Linked DNA regions of Mus musculus: region 1 is linked to region 2. Evidence: chromatin contacts called from public Hi-C data. All regions are on one chromosome and are shown on one strand. The core of a region is the stretch at or near the end of the contact, and the rest is flanking DNA. Distances in the headings are between cores, read along the strand shown.

Region 1 (5,533 bases), core at 2,697-5,196, 100 kb after region 2:
TGAAAATGAGAATGCGCCAGAAGATTAGAACAGATTGCCAGAGTGACTATGAGGTCAAGCGGAGCAATTCAGTCAGGAGCTGAAAGAGCCCCGATTAAATCAGTCAGCCAGGAGAGGAGGCTGAGCCAGAACAGCTGAATCGACTAGCCAGCCAGAGTTCAGAAAGAGCTAGAAAGGCGTGAGCTAACTCAGCAGTGAGTCTCAGAAGCTGGAAACATTCTGGGCCTAGATTAGACTGTAGAGGCTAGAAGCTTCCAGGACTAGACCTAGGTTCACAGACCTAGGAGTAAGCCTCCTAAATAACTGCATCAGGGGAATGAAAGTTACATTTTACTCTGATTTTAATTACTAATATTTAACTCTTAGAGCATACAATTGATGAGTAGATAGACGATCTATATTGTGTTTGTATAGGTTACAGAATGACTACAGAAAGGTTGTGTGTGTGTGTTACAGAATAGCTACAGAAAGTATAAAAAGCCTGCAGCAGAGTCCACAGTGGCTTTACTGGAGACAGCTAAGAGTTGACATGTATACAAAGGAATTCACTACTGGTGATTAGAGAAGATTAATAGACATACAGTGCCAAGCTGGAACCTCTGGTTTCAGTCAGGGCTACAGGGCTGAGTTAAGCTATAGAGGCTAGGTGTAGGACTGGGTCTAGAAAGATGGACAGGTAAGTGGTAATTTGAGTGAGCCATACCAGCAATAGGGACCAAGTGAGCAGAAACCTGTAAGTGCTTTAATAGACACCCTAGGTGGTCAGATTGGATTGGCAGAGCCATCACAGTGTTATGTGTCCTTTTTATAGGGCTCAGGTGAGAGTGTACCCTTTATCAGACTGGTGTGTTCAGTAAGTCATTGGACTTGGTTTATCTGTTTTTTCTTTTCTTTTCTTTTGCCATACAGCACACTTAACTCAGGGCCTTGAACATACTAGGTAAGCACTCCACCACTGAGCTACATCCTCAGACATATGGAATGCACCCATGTGTTCATACATTCCCACTTTAACAATAGCTGGTGCCTTCTCATTTTGAGGAATAAGTTACTTATCAGGCTGTTCCTTACGGATGATGGTGCTAGACAGGTAGTGGTATCTATAAGCACAATTACAAGCAAATTCATTTCACCTACAAAATGGAGCCAAATGTTGCTTTTGTCAAATGGAGTCACCTATGGCAAGGCTTAGTCTAAAAGTCACAATACATAGTGACTTAGGATAGGGTACAGCCTCATTGCCATAGTTTACCTCTTGAGAGCAGGAGCTCGAATTTTGTACAAAATGTTGATACAGTGTGGCCATCCAGTAGTATACTGTCAAGCAAGGCTCACCTGAAAGGAGGGCTGGAAATGAAAAGGGCGCGGGGCAAGAGAAACATGGAGTCAAGAAGACAAGGTTCTGATCAAGGATCAAAGCTTAATATTCAGCACAGTGTATATAAAGTGAAAACCCACAAAACCCATCTCCAGGACAGTAACGCAGGGTAGCAATGGCACAGCAGCCAATCCGATAAGTTTCCATTTCTTGTCAGCTCATTTACAGTACATCAAAGTTTGCAGCTGCAGGCAAGGCAGATGTCTCTATTCAGGCCAATAAAGCTTATCGTTCAAGGCCTGTATATTCTGCCTATTGTGGCAAATATTCAAGGTCTGCTTAGCCAAGGTCTGTTCCACCTGCCTGGCAGATGTTCAAGGTCTGCTTGTCCAGTATGGCTGGGGTGTATGTGTGTGTGTGTGTGTGTGTATGTTTGTGTGTGTGTGTGAGTATATGTCACAATACAGAGGTTGAAAACACCAATCTCAAGAAGAATAATTTTAGTGTTTTGACGTATGTTTTCATGCTTTTGGTTAATATATTTACTTGGTTGTTGGCTGTTTTTGAATTATATTTCTGTGTCTACTACCACTCCCCTTTTTGAGATAGAGTCTATGTAGCCCTGGCTGGCCTGGAACTGGTGATATAGACCAGGCTTGCCTCAAACACACCTTCCTCTTGCTTTTCAAGTGCTGGAATTTAAATTGTGAGCCACCACACATGGTCTGAGTCATCTGTTGGACGTGTTGATATGAGTGTGATCCTGGTGTTAATTTATTTTTGGAACAGGACAGCAGAGGGGTAAGATGTAGCTGCTAGAGTTTCCGGGTATCATGGCGAATCTGCAAGAATTTGCCACCAGAGGAATCAGATTTTAATAAGGCTTACAAGATTAGGTTTTAGTTATTGTGCCCAGAGATTGAGTTACCATTGTTTCTGAACTAAGTTTGTGTTGTGTTTTCCTTCACGCAGCAGACCTTCTGGGTCTAGAGAGAAAGATATAGTGGCCAAGTGTGGGTTTGCCTGAGGTGGTTCTCAAAGGCTGTGGGGGATTTGAAGCACGGGGTTGGTGTGGTTACGACCCGCCAGTGGGAACCTAGCAGGCTGGGTGGAAGCCAAAAGCAAGCTGACATGGCTATCTGACATCTGACCTTGACACAATAATAATGAGTAACTTCATGCCTAATTCTTATCTAACTAAAAATCAAGGCCCTAAAAGTTATCAGGTCTATACGGGCTCCTGGAAGATCAGTCCAAAGTGATAAGTTATTTCTCCACCAAGGAAATGAGAATTTCACCAATGAAAGTCAGATTAGATTATATTAAACACAGGTTTAATGGAAAGGGGAGTGAGGGAGAGAGAGAAGAGAGAAGGGGGGATCAAAATGTCTGGATTATAAAGGGAAGAACATCTGGGGGGGGGAGGGCAGCCCAGCCCTTGGGCTGGAAAGTTCTGAGTTGGGGACAGATAGGGACTGAGGGACGCTGGAAGAACCTTTAGGAGGCCAGGGCCAAGTCTGCTTTGGTGTGTGAAATATGCATCTCAGTCCCTTGTGTGTATGAGGTGTGTGTGTGCAGAAACCAAACACAAACTGTCAAAGCTGCCACAAATAGTGTCTACTCAGATTAACAAAAGCTGATTTAGGATATATAGCTACTTATTTATGTCTTTCCTAACTGCTCAACACCAGGCTTCCAGAGAATTTAGATAACTAACAACATATGTTCGACAAGCTATATTTAATAAAGATGGTTTATAAATTCCTAAGTCACAGTACTATTTGTCTAGCTTCTTCATCTTTGGTAACTTTGTTAAACTTCTAGTTTGTAAACTGTTCATTTAATGACAAGCTTTATTTAGCCTTCTGAATGTGTTTTCAAAGTTAAGCCTAAAGCAAGTAAATAAGGAATTTATTGTCCTCAAACTCTTCAGAGAGCTACTGAACGTGGCATTTAAAACATTTAAGTAGCTGGATGATGGTGGATCACACCTTTAATTCCAACACTTGAGAGGCAGAGGGTGGCAGATTTCTAAATTCCAGGCCAGCCTGATCTACAGAGTGAGTTCCAGGACAGCCAGGGCTACACAGAAAAACCCTGTCTCGAAAACAAAACAAAACAAAACAAAGTTTAAGCTTTCCATAATAGACATGCCTCTTCCTAGTGGGTATCCCACTAAAGAAGACGGATGGGGCATGGTGACTCCACCTGGATGGTGGTAACACTAACCCCTGGAGAAAACTGCCCAGGGTCTCACCTGCTGCCAGGGCCCTACACAAACTGGGCATTTTTGGGTTGATCACCCTACTTTGCCTGATCAAAAAGTAAGGTGAGTTTTCCCAAGCTCCTCTACAGGACAAATCTCTTGGGTGTGACAGCCAAAGGCCCTGCTGCTCAATATGACTCCAAGGAAACTATCAAGATTACAGAACCCTGAAGTAACCCATTTTAGATAACGGGAATGTTATTGACATTTTAACTGATAACAAAGACCTTTTGGCTTGTCCTTCCAGCTAGAATTTATCCTTCTCAGATCTCTGAGGGTATTCATTGACTAACTTCTAGGTTTAACAGCCGCAAGCACTCAGCTTCTCCCTGCACCTTCTCCCCGCAGGCTTCACAGTTCTCTTCATATGCAAATATAAAGCCTCAGGCTTTCCTAGAGCTTTTAGACCTCCGCTGTGAGAGAGGAACAGTTTATCTTGCTAAAAAGAGATAAGCTCAAAAAAAAAAAAAAAAAAAAACAAAAACCAAAAAAACCAAAACCAAAACAGGTTTCAGGTTTCAAAGTAACTTTTTACTCTTCCTCTATTTAAAGGTACTTTCTTTACAGTGACTGTTCTCAATTATCAACCACTTGTGTCTCCTGATAAATAATTACATAAAAAAATTAAAGCTTATGTAGGTTATAAATTCTAGGAGGCTGTTTTAAGTTGTGTAAATACAATCTGTAAAGATATAACGAAATGATTTAAAGTATATAAAAAATTAAAAATGCAGCCGGGCGTGGTGGCGCACACCTTTAATCCCAGCACTTGGGAGGCAGAGGCAGGCGGATTTCTGAGTTCGAGGCCAGCCTGGTTTACAAAGTGAGTTCCAGGACAGCCAGGGCTACACAGAGAAACCCTGTCTCAGAAAAAAAAAAATTAATAATGCTTCAAAATTCTTTCCCTCACTATGTTATTGTTATATTAAAACTTCACCAGCTGGACAGTGGTGGAGTATACCTGTAATCCCAGCTCTTGGGAGGCAGAGGCAGGGAGATTTCTAAATTTGAGGCCAGCCTGGTCTACAGAGAGATTTCCCGGACAGCCGGGGCTACACAGAGAAACCTTGGATTGGAAAAAACAAAACAAAACAAAAAGAAAACAACAACAACAACAACAACAACAACAACAAAAGACTTCACCAGCTGGTGAGATGGCTCAGCGGCTAAAAACACTGGCTGTTCTTCCAGAGGTCCTAAATACAATTCCCGCAACCATCTAAAGGGATCCGTTGCCCTCTTCTGGCGCTCAGGTGTATATGCACACAGAGCACTCCTACACTTAAAACCATTAATTAAAAGACTTCAAAGTTGTTTTAGCATTCATCAGTAGAGTTCTGATAAGCTATTAATGTAAGCTATTATTGTAGCTCCGGTAAAGCATATTATTATAATCACAAGCTCTCAAGATTTTACATTTTATTTGTTTTGCTGTTGTTTTTCTTTTCTTTTTTTTTTTTAAAATATGAGTACACTGTCATAGTCAGATCCTATTACAGATGGTTGTGACCCACCGTGTGGTTGCTGGGAATTGAACTCAGGATGTCTGGAAGAACAGTCAGTGCTCTTAACCACTGAGCCATCTCTCCAGCATTTTATTTGTCTGTCTTCTAAGTATAGATTTAAAGTTCTTCTCAGTGTGCTAAAGTGCCTGTCCAATCTATATCCGCCCTCATCTGGACAGAGGAAAGAGTGATCATGCTTTTAACCCAAAAGTCATCTTTGAGTCCCCAAACTTTTCCTACAACTCAAAGGCATGACTCTACTACAATACATGGCTCTATCTACAATGTGCATTTCAGTACAGGTTATAAACAGTGGTAATGCTAAAATAGCTCACAACTTATCTCTTTTTGTAAACTTAAAAAAAATCTTTTAAGCTTCAGGGAATCCACTTGGATCCAATTCAAATGAACTCCAAAAAAGTTCTCCTATCAACCAACAGCCTG
Region 2 (5,661 bases), core at 1,483-3,982:
CTGCCTCTGCCTCCCAAGTGCTGGGATTAAAGGCATGCACCACCACTGCCTGGCTAACATACAACTTTAAAAAGTATATTACATTCATTTAATTGGGGGAGAGGCATCCCATAATGTCCATATGTAGGTCTCTCCATGTGAGTCCAATCAACAGAACTTAGGCAGTTCAGTTTGGCAGCCAGGTGTCTTTACCTGCTGAGCCATTCTTCTCAGTCTTGCCATTTTTCTTTTTTAAAGACAGAATCTCTATGTAGCCCCCTGGCTGTCCTGGAGCTAGCTATGCAGGCCAGGCTAGCCTCAAGCTCACAGAACTGTCTCTGCCTCTTGAGAGTGCTGGGATTCTCTTCAGAGAGAGGGTTGCGCCACATATCTGGCCTATACATTTTTAAGTTTTTTTTAATGTGTCTCTGTGTTCACGTGTGTGTGTGTATGTGTGTGTGTGCGTGTGTGTGTGTGTTTTAGAGTATGCCATGAAGATGCTTGAGGAAACTAGAAGAGGGCATCCTCACTATGCTGCATTATTATGCTAAGGCCCTTAGTGCCACACTTTTTATACTATTGGCCAAAGTGATAACTATAGAAAGTAATACTCTGATGAGAAAAGGGGAAAATGTAAAATGAAACATTTGTGTCCATTTATGTTTATCCACTTAATGTCATGTTTTATAAAACTTCTCCTGGAAGCCGGGCGGTGGTGGCACACTCCTTTAATCCCAGCACTTGAGAGGCAGAGGCAGGCAGATTTCTGAGTTTGAAGCCAGCCTAGTCTACAGAGTGAGTTCCAGGACAGCCAGGGCTATACAGAGAAACCCTGTCTCGAAAAAACCACAACAACTAAAGAAGGAACTGGAGATACAGTGTGAACCACTTGATGTGTATGCTGAGAACCAAACTCTGGGGAGCAGCAAATGTCTGTAACCACTGAGCCATTTCTCCAGACCCAATCCCATTCATTTATTTTTTTCATTGTTTAAAAGTTGATCAATGAGCCTGGCACAAATGCAAATGGGCTGGAGATGTAGCTCAGTTGGTAGAATGCAAATAAAACCAGGTGTGTGGCACATGCCTATAACACCAGCACTTGGGTGGTGGATGCAGGAAGAATCCAGACTTCAATATCATTCTTGACTACACTGAATTCAAGATGAGACTGGGCTGCAAAAGACTGTCTGAAAACAGAACAACAAAATGTTGACCAGGTCTGGGTATTATTAGCTCAGCATGGAAGCACACACAAGGCTGGGAATAGACTTTAACAATGCAAATAAACATCAAATTTTAAAAGCCCCCCTTTCAAAAGGCATAAAGCCAAGTGGGGATTTGGAATAATGGAACTGCACCAGAAAGAAATAAGTGTAGATATGGGGCAAGTGAATTCCAGGCACAACAACAGCGAGTATGAAGTCTCAGAGACACAAATGCCTGCTATATTCAAGAACTAGGATATTCTCCTGTTGTGAGAGGAAAGGAGATTAAGTCTGTTAAATGATAGACCCGATGTCTATCCTAGCAAGGACGACTTTCATGGCTGAAGAAGTACTTGCCAATCAATGGCCCTTGCTTGAAAATCGTGACTGGGAAAGAAGGCCAACCAAAGGAAGCCCAGAAGAGGCAAGGAAATTCCTGGGGCCAGTGTAAGAAGTCTCAGGAAGTCTGCAGAACTGTTTGGGATAGATACGGGAAATCGTGTCATTTTCTACAGAGAAGAATGAGAGGTATGCCTGGCAATGTTGGCCGTGTAACAGAACCTAGTTAAGTAAGACTGTAGAGGACAAGATGAGGTAATTGAAAGGTGTAAAGAAAGCCTAATTAGAGGAGCTTGTACGCGAATATTAGAGTGAGGCAGCAAGAAGCTCCGCCCAAGCCAAAGTTCCAAACCTGCGCCTTAGTGGAGTCTGCCCCCTCTAAAAAGGCCTTTCCTTCTCAGCCTAGGTTTCACCACACCAAGAAGCTGCAGGAGAATGTGGGAATGGTTAAAGGAGGGAACCGGCTGACTGAGTGGCCTTTGGACCAATTATCTTACGGGATATTCAGCGATCTCCTGAGAAGCGCTCAGAACAAAAAGGCGAGCCCGAAAACCAATAAAAAACCGTACAGAGGAGGAGGCAAGCTGAAGAGAAAGCTAGATCATGCTTCTTCAGCTTTGCCACGCCCTTCATTCTTGCTCAGCCCTGACGCAGGGAGCAAATTTGATTGGCTGAGCGTCAGCTTTTTCAAAAGGGTGGGGCCACATACGTTTCACAGTGGGTAACAAACTAGTGGTAGAGGGTGGGTGGCAGGGCGGGGCTAGATTGTCCTAGCTAAGGTGGTAATCCAGGCCACCTCTCCTAGAAAGTCATTTCCAGCCTTTAAATTCTTGCCTCCCGAGGCACCACAAAGGACTGGAACTGCTTCGCTCACCTGTTCTTTTTCTCCTTGCAAAAGTCCCGTTTACCACCATGGGGATGTACCAAATGAGACTGTAGGGAAAGAAGGTGGTGACTGGCACGCCTGGCTACTGGCTGCTGCTCACCTCGATGCTAGTAAATTTCTAGCAAGATCAAAACTATTAACCCCTCTCTAAATCCCCCTGGCGCCGTTCCAGGGCCAACGCCACATTCCCTGCTGGGCACGCAATGGCCGCACCCCCTCCCGCTGCAGAAGGCTCTTTTGGTACACGCAGTCCGAGGTGAGTCTCCTCCTTCCTGCTTCACACCCCACCCCCAGCGTGTGCGTGCGCATGCGCGGAGCGCGGCGCGCGCGGCTGTTGGGCCGCTGGCTGGGGGGCTCTGGGATATGCTGCGTCTCCGCTAGCTGTCTGCTGTGAGTCACGAGCCGCCGTGAACACCCGGATTCCAGCGGGCGCTTGCGAGCACGGGGGCATCGCCCGCAGTGGCCAAGCTCATGGCCGGCTGAGCGGGACGCCGCCGCCGCCTCAGCCGCCGCCGCCGCCGCCGCCTCTTCCTCCTCAGCCGGCGGCGGCCCGGGCCCAGCAGCCATGGCCGAAGACTACTGGGACGGGCGCCTGCGGCGAACTGGAGGAAAAGGAGGTCGCGCGGCCTCATCCCGGGCCGCCGCCCCAGGCGCCACCGCGCCGGCCCCGCGGCTCTGAGGTTACTCGCGCGCCCCCTCCGGTGAGCGTGTCCTCGATACTTAGGGTGGGGGCTGCTCTTCCTAGAGAGCCAGCCGGACCCTAGGCAGTGCTGGAACAAGACCAAGGGGTTCTGGGCAGCTTGTCTGTCAGGTGCCCCCTCCCCCTCGAGTTTCCCAGAATGCACTGGGGGGTCATTTGGGGCCTCCCTGACCTTGGCCCCGCCCTGGGCCCCTGTCCTGGGAGCTGAGGATGGGAAGTGCTGTGGATGCTAAGTGGGAGAAGGGTGATTAAAGGACTAGCGTTATGGGAATGGATTGATACAGTGAGATTCTCGGAGTTGCTAAAGGGCTAGGAACATGTAATAAAAAGCCTTACGACTTCAGGCCCAGTGTGCTTATGGAAAGGGGTTGCAGGACCATGAGGGACGTGATGGGGTATAACAGGGTTTGAAGTAAAGACAGTTCCAAAACATTCTAGTGGAAGTTGGAGCTACAGAGAGGCCCAGTGTAAATGGAGAAAGGGTGGTAGAGGTACTACCAGAAGGTGTGCTGATAGACGCATAGTTCCGAGTGTGTGGTGATGAGGGTCAGGATAGTGTTAATACTGTGTTTATCCACGGAGTTGAGGGTGGCAGCTTCTCTGGGTCCAGGGTGTGCTCATAGAGGAGGTAATGGAGGGTCCTGGAGATGAGGGTATGTAGATGTAATAAAGGTAGGGTGAGATCAGTATATGCCAGTGAAGGCAGAGCTTTTGAAGGACCTGAGAGTGTGTGTAATGGGAGAGGATGGGGAAAGGCCTGTACTACTGGGTTTTAGGTGTGTGCGTACATGTGTACGGGAGATTGTCAGTAAAGGAAGTATAAAGAGCTTTGCACACTAAGGGTCAAGATGAGGTGTGAGTGGATGTCCATAAAGGCTTCCAGAAAGCGTGGGGGCAATACTATATATGAAGTTCTAGAGCACTGGTTCTCAACTTAGAGGTCGAATGTCAAATATCCTGCATATCAGACATTTACATGATAATTCATCACAGCAAAAGTACAGTTATGAAGTAGCAACAAAAAGAACTTTATGGTTGGGGGACACCACAACATGAGGAACTGTAGTAAAGGGTCACAGCATTGGGAAGGTTGAGAACCACTGTTGTAAAGGCTGCTGCTGTGGGGTTAGATAGATACAGACACTTAAATGTATGCACGCTATTAGGGGAAGAGCACAAAGTAAAATATGCTGATGTACATCAAAACGCCTTTTTTCTCTCCATGGGCCACTGAAGTGTGCTGATTTGAGGAGTGCTTCAGAAGTAGAGTTTTTTTGGGGGTGAGGGGTGGAGAATCTAGTGGATAATGAAAGGAACAGAGCTATGAAGGAAATCAATTGTGAACCAGAGAAATGGTGGTAGGAGTGGTTGGTTGAAGCAGGGAATAGGAGTAGGTACTGGTGTGCCAAAGTGAATTGGAGTCATGAACTGAGATGTATGTTATTAGGGGTCAGGGTCAAATGGAGGAGCTGCATTCACTAATGAGAGTCAGTCTGATACAGAATAGTGCATTTCTCCCTGGAGAATAGGGCTAAGGAAGGGTTCAAGGTGTGCTGATAGAGTTAGGACTGTCAGGGTCAAGATACAATGAAGATTAATCTTGTGCTGAGGGAAGGAACTGTGCACTGGAAGTACAAGAATGTATGTTAACAGCTGGGCGTGGTGGCACACGCCTTTAATCCCAGCACTCGGGAGGCAGAGGCAGGCGGATTTCTGAGTTTGAGGCCAGCCTGGTCTACAGAGTGAGTTCCAGGACAGCCAGGGCTACACAGAGAAACCCTGTCTCGAAAAACAAAACAAAACATACAAACAAACAAAAAAAGAATGTATATTAACAGTGGTCATAACTCTGAAGGTAAGGGCTAGAGAGATGGTTCAGCTGTTAAGAGCATGTGCTGCTCTTCCAGAGGACCTGGGTTTAGATCCCTGCATGCACATCAAGAGACCCATAACTGTGAAGGGACCTAAGTGTGAACCAAACTGGTCAGGGATTGTATAAGAATCACAATGTACTGAGGATTCAGAGACGTGTGAAAGTCCAGAGAATGCTAATTTGGGTCAGCAGTAGAGCACCCTGAATGCATGTTAAGGAGGATCAGAATCCATAGGGGACACTATTATTGGGAAGGACAGTGCTAGAGAGAGGCTAACAAGCATCTAGGCTAGGAAGGGACTCAACGTGAAGGTGGTAGGAGTTACTTAAAAGGGGCAAATATATGCCAATACAGTTGAGGGCAAGGTTTTGAGTGCTGAAGGGAGTTAGACGTTGTGAATGTTAGTAGGAGTTAATAAATATTGAGGGCCTTCTTGGGGATCTAGTGTGTGCTTTTAGAGGTCAGGACAGAATGGAGCATGTGTAAGTATGGTGGTAATGCAACTGTGTGCTCAGCAGTTGGAGTTATCGTCCGTCCGTGTCCTTGGTATGAGAGTAGCCTGAGAACTGGTGAGTATGTCTGAGGAATGCCAAGAAGGACAAATGCTACGTTAACATCCTATCTCCTGATTCTTGCTCCTTCACTTGTTCTGAAGTTTAGAAGCTCAGAAAACTG

Evidence for each region. Hi-C and Micro-C count contacts between places; a contact is called where the count stands out from the background.
Region 1: a Hi-C map of stem cell-derived primordial germ cell-like cells shows a contact between it and region 2, with 2.2 times the contacts expected there. The contact joins the enhancer-like site here to the promoter of Cdk16 in region 2. A contact is called at or near these places in 25 of 39 promoter capture datasets (the 3T3-L1 cell line, 3T3-L1-derived adipocytes, the C10 cell line and 16 more), 23 of 484 Hi-C or Micro-C datasets (B cells, CD4 T cells, CD8 T cells and 10 more), 19 of 115 datasets of contacts at active chromatin or transcription factors (the 230-238 cell line, astrocytes, differentiating embryonic stem cells and 8 more) and 4 of 9 other capture datasets (adipose tissue, embryonic stem cells, liver and 1 more).

What each region holds. Positions count from the first base shown.
Region 1 is chrX:20,788,620-20,794,152 of GRCm38.p6, forward strand. No RefSeq gene overlaps it. Among named protein-coding and RNA genes, the nearest start is that of Gm26065, 9.0 kb to the right of the region's middle. Within about 2 kb of position 3,947, at least 14 of the 459 cell types and tissues checked have an H3K27ac peak or open chromatin away from gene starts, as enhancers often do. A contact at or near this core is called in differentiating embryonic stem cells and stem cell-derived primordial germ cell-like cells, where this site is marked.
Region 2 is chrX:20,685,694-20,691,354 of GRCm38.p6, forward strand. It overlaps Cdk16 (cyclin-dependent kinase 16), which reads left to right and starts at 2,733. Exons shown (of 16, transcript NM_011049.5): 1 at 2,733-3,113.